Regions from separate parts of the Mus musculus genome. Here region 2 is linked to region 1. A link is a contact called in public HiChIP or PLAC-seq data. All regions are on one chromosome and are shown on one strand. Each heading gives the region's core, a stretch centred on a gene start, on an enhancer-like site or on the middle of the called end of the contact. The rest is flanking DNA. Distances are from core to core; before and after follow the strand shown. Region 1 overlaps Spats2l (spermatogenesis associated, serine-rich 2-like). Region 2 overlaps Aox2 (aldehyde oxidase 2).

What was found. HiChIP or PLAC-seq counts read pairs in DNA pulled down with a chosen protein or histone mark.
Region 2: an H3K4me3 HiChIP or PLAC-seq map of bone marrow-derived macrophages shows a contact between it and region 1, with 5 times the contacts expected there. The contact joins two enhancer-like sites. A contact is called at or near these places in 5 of 39 promoter capture datasets (the 3T3-L1 cell line, the HPC-7 cell line, HPC-7-derived erythroid cells and 1 more), 1 of 115 datasets of contacts at active chromatin or transcription factors (bone marrow-derived macrophages) and 1 of 9 other capture datasets (embryonic stem cells).

What each region holds. Positions count from the first base shown.
Region 1 is chr1:57,834,846-57,838,751 of GRCm38.p6, forward strand. All of the region lies in intron 3 of Spats2l (spermatogenesis associated, serine-rich 2-like), which reads left to right. Among named protein-coding and RNA genes, the nearest start is that of Spats2l, 62 kb to the left of the region's middle. Within about 2 kb of position 2,621, at least 12 of the 459 cell types and tissues checked have an H3K27ac peak or open chromatin away from gene starts, as enhancers often do. A contact at or near this core is called in bone marrow-derived macrophages, where this site is marked.
Region 2 is chr1:58,288,888-58,292,340 of GRCm38.p6, forward strand. It overlaps Aox2 (aldehyde oxidase 2), which reads left to right. Exons shown (of 36, transcript NM_001008419.2): 7 at 1,021-1,104; 8 at 3,311-3,391. Gm15759 (a long non-coding RNA gene) reads right to left here. Exons shown (of 3, transcript XR_865437.3): 3 at 528-615. Among named protein-coding and RNA genes, the nearest start is that of Aox2, 12 kb to the left of the region's middle. Within about 2 kb of position 1,459, at least 18 of the 459 cell types and tissues checked have an H3K27ac peak or open chromatin away from gene starts, as enhancers often do. A contact at or near this core is called in bone marrow-derived macrophages, where this site is marked.

The sequences.
Region 1 (3,906 bases), core at 1,371-3,870:
TTTTCACTGTATTTTGTGTCAGTTGTGACAAATTAAAGATTCAAAAATAAAGTAAAATTATTTTTTAATCTTAGCGCAAAGTCTTTCGTTTTTGTAACATGTTATCGCTATGTATGCAGGCTGGCCTTGAACTCCTCCTTCATTTGCTTCACCCTCCTTGGTAGCTAGAAATGCACTCAGGCACATGCTGCCATGACAAGCTATCTCACTGCAAAAATCTCAGTATTTTTGAAATGATGGTATTGGAAGATAAAACAGTAGCGTTCTACATAAACTCACTACATATAAAACTTAGTTTATATTGAATTAAATGTTTTTGTTGCCTAGTGAAGAATTTCTTTTATCTTTGGACAAAACTCTGTTGGCGCAGCTACTATGCTAATAAGAAGTGATGGCGGGGGGGGGGGGGTGGCTCCCCCATTACTTCATGACATGCTGCTTGTTTAGCAGTCGTCCAAACACTGTCTGACCCTGCTGACTCAGCAAAGCGCACTTCCGGGTCAGAGCCTGTGACCTCGAGCGGACAGAGCACATTCTGCTAACAGCACAGCCAAGGAAACAGTAAAGACAAATGGATTTATTGTTTTTCTGCAATCAAATCACAGCCAATAAAAAATGATTTGATGACTCAGGTACTTGGTAGAAAAACCTTGATGAAAAGCTAGGCCTTCCAAGAAAAAAGGAGAGCTCGGTTTTGTCTTTATCTTGTATTGAAAACAGACTGCAATGTCCTGTGAAGGAGCTTCTGTGTTTGGTTATTTTCAGTAAATTACTAAAAGTAGGCTAAGAAAATTAAGAAAGTAATGTTCATATTTATGTGCCCTCATCTTCAAAAGGAATTCCTTTCTTCCCTTTTTATTTTATTTCGATATGAGGTCTCCTGTAGCTCAGGCTTGCATGGAACGCTATGTAATGGAGGCTGCCCTGACATCCTGAAGGTCTTGTCTCACCTGGGTGCTAGGATAACAGAGGGTAGGATGCTTGGCTGCTGATTCCTATTTTTATGTTGCATATAGAAATGTACAGTTTAAGCTCCAATCCTGAAAGGTAACAGCAACATCAATGATTGACAGGATGATATTGCAAAGTTGGCTCTATTCTTTCAAAAGGTTACTTATTTCAATTATTCAAGCAAATGATTTTTAATTGACGGGGATGATGAGGGATGTGCGTTAGGAATAATGTGTTCCTTTTTCTATTATCCCTGAGTTTTAAATTTACTATACTTAGTTTGATATTTTAAAATACATAGCAAAACTATTGCCATTATCAAAACACTGAGAAACCTGGATTTAACTAATCTCCATTGAAGTACAAGGTCAGCTGATGGTCGAGTTTGTAATGGACCAAAGAGAAGGCGCTGGACAAGTGCAATGGGTTCTTCACAAGAAACAGTGATTCACACCTGCCTCAGAGAGTTGAGGACCCAGAAGCCAAGAGACACAGACTTGTTGAAGTAAAAAGGAAGAAAAAATCACCACGCCCAGAACCACCCTTCATGCTTAGTAAACACTTAATAAGGGGTTTTGAGTGAATAAACGAACTTTAGACTCTTCAGCCAAACCAAGCATTGGAGAATTTACTTTTTGATATAGCATACAAAAATGGCACAGGGGTAATAAGTCAGAGTAATGAAAGACTTAAGCTACTTGGACACCTGCTCCAAGTCTTATTCCTGTTTAAATGAAAACAGGGTCCCAGATACCAATTTGCCTCTCTGACATTTTCATCTCTAGGAAAGGAAAGGAAATGAAGGAAGCTGCTATTTGGATCTAATTTTAACCAAAAAAAGATTGGCTGGTAGAGGAAGTTTTATCCATTTATTCAATAAATACGCACTGGATGTCTAGCCATCAGTTTAGCTTTTAGCTTTTGTGATAACCATGAACCAGATGATGGATACAGCCCAAGTGTTTCAGAGAAGCAGGAGATAGCCTCTTAGATTTTGAGAGGCTAAAAGAGAAATAGAAACTCAGCCCCTAATATTCAGATTAGGCCCTTCTGTACTCCCCAGAACTTCCTCAAACGTGCCCTGACAAATCCAGCATTGTGCTGCATGCAATTGTTCTTGTTCCCATCCTGTTCGCTGTGGAACTTTAAGCTTCAAACAGCAATACTGTATCTCTATTACCGGTTTGTTGCTTCCTTGACAAATACTACAGAAAGTACAGCGGAAACCCTTAAGTTATATGGTATAAAACCAATCAAGAAACAACAATGAGCCTTTGATGCTATAAGCATGAGGTCTGTTCCAGGCATCAGAGATGACTCATACTCTCACACCGTATGCACACTAACAGTCTGGCATTCTGTGATTCTTTGAATGGGCAGAATTCAAACTATGATCATTTAAAAAAGGAGAAGAGAGATGGCTGCAAATGGCACAGTTGTGTTAACTCACAACCAAAGTGAGCCTTTAAAGAAGTGTGCAAGGAATACCACAGAGCCAGCAGATTCCCTCAGAATACCTTCAGTAGACCTATGGGATCCGGTATGTCAACATATGTAAGAAATTCTAAAATAACAATAGAAATTTTAAAATCTGGCAAGGAACTATCTTGCAGGAAATGAGGTTGACAAAATAAGCCAAATACAGGAAATGGAATGCACGTGACATCAAGTGTGTTACATCACGACATCATTACTACTGTTTCTGTCGGAAGTAGAATGCTGTTTCTGTTGTATTTTCTTATTACAGGATTTTGTTTTATTGTTGTAGAGAAAAGAATCAAAAGGGGACAAAGACTTTGGGTGAGAAAGACAAAAGACTGAAGCCCCTCTGCCCCTTAGAGCTCCTGTCATTCTTGCTGCTAACGGGGCTACTGAGGAGAATGAAGGATGTATGGGATCTGAGGCCCTTTCAGCAGCTAGCATGTGACACCCATCATGGGTGGTGGCTCCTGTTAAAGTGCTGATGTACCCCTTGCATACCTGTTACAGGTCTACCCCAGCTGGTTTTCTGGGAGGATTTCAGGAAGAAATCCAAAGTGTGGAGTGGGTCAAAAAGAGAGAATATAAAATTTCATCCAGATGTTATGAATTATTACAAAGACAGAGAGCACTTGGAAAACAGTGTGATGGTCGTTAGACACACAGAGGAAGTTAACAGGACTAAGGCATTCTCCTGTTGAGTAAAATAACTGGACTAAAATGAGAAATGAAGAAAACGTGGCAGATTGGTGCGTGCACATTTTCATCAAGGTCATTTTCTCAACACCTCAGGATTCCATACTGCCAGTATGCGGGATGAATATCAACAGCAAATTGACTCCCAGGCCGAGAGTCAGCGTGGCTGCAGAGGACACCTTTGTGGACATGGACTATTTTTTATCAATGGTGCAAATGGTGAACTACTAGAAACAATGGCAGAAGCAGACTGTCACTGAACCTGTGTCCCCAGCTTCCTGTGATCCCTCTCCTCTTGTCTCCATGCCAGTCCTGTGCAATTGACACTCCTTTGTCCTCACTTTCTAATGAAGTAAATCAGAACAGCTCATGTCCTCAAGGTTAGACAGCTTCTAAGTAGCAAACTTGATTCAAGCCCAAGCTGTCTACTTAACGGTGTAAGTGACTTAAATGACATCCGTCAGCTTGCGAATGACCAGAATGAAATGGACAACTAAAGTGGAAAGTTATAGCTCTGATCCCCCAAAAAAACCCTAATAGACCTGAAAAATATGCCAAATGAATACGGGCCAAATATAAACTCATGCACTTCAATTACCAAAAATGTCAACTGCCAAGGGAAAGAGTCCATGACATGGCCAGGTCTTGGAGATTTGGGCTGTGGGATCATTATGGCCAGTGAGTAGATTGATATGATTACCAACAAAATAAATCTTAAGCTACACTTTATTTTTTAAATATATACTTTAACTAATTCTTTGAGAATCTCATATAGCATAT
Region 2 (3,453 bases), core at 209-2,708, 450 kb after region 1:
GATTGCTGCTGTAAGTGGGGAAGCATGAGATACCAGCAAGAGTGCTAAATTAACTCCTTTCCCTAAGAGTGTAGGTACTACCTGCCGCTCCTGGAACACAGGTGCTGGAGATAAAGTCCAAAATGAGTTCCAATAGCTCACCCTGTTGCCAGCCAGTCTCATGCTACATTAGGTGAAAGAAACCCAGCCCCAGGTAGGACACAGGTTTTTATTACCCACTGAACCCAAAGAAGCACGATTTTCTTCAGCCTCCATCGACCCACGTCCATCCTGGGGACTCTAAGAGCTTATGGTGGGAGAGGAAGGGCTGGTTGCTCTGCCAGCTGCTTTTGCTTCTTGGACAGAGTCAGCAAGTAGCAGCAAAAGATATGGGGAAAGGACAGGGAATTCAAACAGTTGGGAGGAAGTGCTTTGCAAGACAGGAGAGACCACCTGAGGAAGCAGGTACAAGGAGTGGGGTTGCAAGAAACAGAAACGGATGAGCTGCAAGCAGGGACCACTTAAAAACTGCCATAACTCACCCAGCTGCATTCCCCTTCCGTAAAGGTTCCATATGAATTAAATGAGCAATGTCCCAAAATATGTATGCGCTGTAGTGGCTGTATCATGGTTGTCCTGAAAAATACCATTTAAAAAATGTATTTTACCACTAGTCATTACTCTAAAATAGCTCAGATATGTACTTTCAATGAATGGTGTTCATCTACTGAGTACAGCATAGATATGATATAAATACAATATAATCCCAAATATGTCAAAATGCCAGTGACCTGGGCAGTGGGTGTTTCTTTACATTTCTGCACATTGTGCTATTTTATATTACTTGTTTATATGGTATGTGTTTCATAAACTACCTCATAAAATAAGTAAATAAGCAAAGCAAGATCAGCCTTGTGCTATCCCTGTAAGTAGAAGGTGGCTTCAGAGTCTGAAGTCTCGTATAGATTGTTCAAACCTTCAGGGCACGACCTTATTTGCCTATAAAAAGTATTATTCACATACAGCACTTCATGTCCTCAGGAGCCAGACGGTTGTCCACAGAAAGGAACAGGACAGTGTTGCTTGGATCAGAAGGAAAGTGACTCATCGGGAAGCAAAAGTGATGTGAGTCCCTCGGTCTGTTTTGTTCTCTCTCTGTGCATTGCTTAACGCCCACCTAGCTCTGGCAGCGCCGAGCATGCATAGGCATTTGATGGACGGCTCCCGCTTTGTTTGCAACCTTCCCAGCACTTGCAGGAAGCCCCGCAGTTTGCAGGTATGTAGTGAGCATAGTTGCTCATTCAGCAATCACAATCGGACCTTCCCCTTCATAGACTTCAGACTAGAAAGGCCGGAACAAAAGGGAAACAAAAACCTCTTAGATGGCAGAAAAGCATCGACTGCATGAGGTCACCTCCGTGGTTAGAAACAAGTTCTAAAGCTGTCCCTGCTCACACAGCCGTCCTCGGTCCCTGAGCTGAGACAGAGACAGCACTGTCAGCTGGCAAGCTAAGTCCACTGCAGCATTCCAGCCTGTGGCACTATCATCTGACAGACATTCCTTTTTAAAAGATCCACCATCCTGTTCTCACAGGGGTCGAATAGAGAGGTTAATAAGATCCCAGCTAACACCTCTTAGGCTGTGAAAGAGCTCAGAGCCGGCCTGAGAAAAAACTGCCTCTCATCCTCTTTGTGTGTGTCTGTGTCCTTCAGACCCACCTGTCCACAAGCACCTCCCGCTGATACCCTTTCTTTAGTCTAAAGAAGGGGTGCGGTGGAATAAAGAGGTGTTACCCGAGGAGGCGAGCTACACACCCCCAAAGTGACTCGAGGAAGATCAACACTTGGAAGAGTCAACACATCCCAAAGTCCATTCCCCACCTTGCAGACTCAGGCATTCGGGTTGAGCACCCTCAGGTCGGGCGCTAGGTACCACTTGACTTAATGAAGCCAAACACCAAGGGTTGTGTTTAAGCTAGAATGTTCCTCGGTATTTACTCCTAAGGAGAAACACAACTATAAAGTAAAACCCCATCCTTTCCTCACAGTCACACATTCTGTGGAGAAGGCTGAGTGCTCAGTGACACGGCAGTTCACAGGGGTGTCCCTGCTGGGTGACAGACCAGGTGTCTGCCTAGGACCACCTCTACCTCTTACTCTCTGACCATTTTTCATTTGGACAACGGTTAAGTCTTGCTGTTGAGCCTGTTTAGAACTTTTCATTTCTGCCTGTTGATTCACTGTCTGGCAACTTTGATTCTCACGTGAAATCTTTTTTTCTAGGTTTTAGAACCAAATCATTGGCCCCAAGTACTGCCCAAGCTACTTCTCACACAAGAAACCAATTGGTCCACTGTTACCTCACCCTGCAGGGGTACAGAGAGTCCGTACAAGGAATAACCATGTGTGCTTTCTGGAACCTCTCAAGGCCTCAGAAAGATGGGGGGGGGGGGGGGGAGACAAGGAGTGGGAAATGACAAATGTCAGGCCATTTCATCTAATCATCACAATTACCCTCCAAAATAAGCATTATCTCCACTTACTCTTTAGAAAGGTTAAGCACCTTTCCATAGAAAGGTCGGTGGGGGTGGGGGTGTTAAGAGGGAACCAGACCTGTCAACCCTCCAATGTCTGTGATTCTCTCTCTCCTCTATGCGCCTGCACCCCACACCCTGCAGCTCAGTTCTCCTGTGTCCTCAGGTTCCTCTCCTGGCAAGGAGAGCACTGAAGCAGATGTGAGGGAGACAGGAGGGCAGTTGGGTCCGGTTCTGCCCTGCTTCCCTTTCCTGGTGGGCAAAATGCCAAAATTCAGATTATAACTTTTAATACAATTGTCACGGAGATGAAATAACACTAACATGGGTAAAAGCCTTCAATAAACAGTCATGAGGGGTGTGTGTGTGTGTGTGTGTGTGTGTGTGTGTTTATGCAGAAAGATATGTTTAGAGTCATTTTCCCGAAAACTCTGGGACATCCCCAGAGCTTGAGATTGTTGACCATGATTTGCAACAGAGGGGACAGTAAGTACAGTGGAGGTTCCCCCAAGCTCCTCTAGCATCTGTTTACTTTCACAAGAAGTCTTGGCATTTCCCAGGATGCTCTTTGTAAGAGTCAAGACACTCTTCCCTCTAGAACCACATTACTGGCAACCAGCCGCTCTCTGTCGGGCAATCCCACCCCTATTCTAAGTCATTGGGTTACAACGAGTTCCCAATAGGGGGACGTGAGAGACTCCTACTGCATGCATCCTGCCCTAATTCCTTAAAGAATCCCAGGGCTCTTTCCAACTGAGCTGAGCTGACACAGCCATCTGCTTCTTCCTTTTATAAAGATTTGCACGAAGCTATTTGTGAAAGACGAGTTCCAGCCCTTGGACCCGACCCAGGAGCTCATATTTCCCCCAGAACTCCTGGTAAGACAACACGGGTATTTTATGTGCTTGTTTAAATCTCCAGTTATGAACCCAATTTTGTA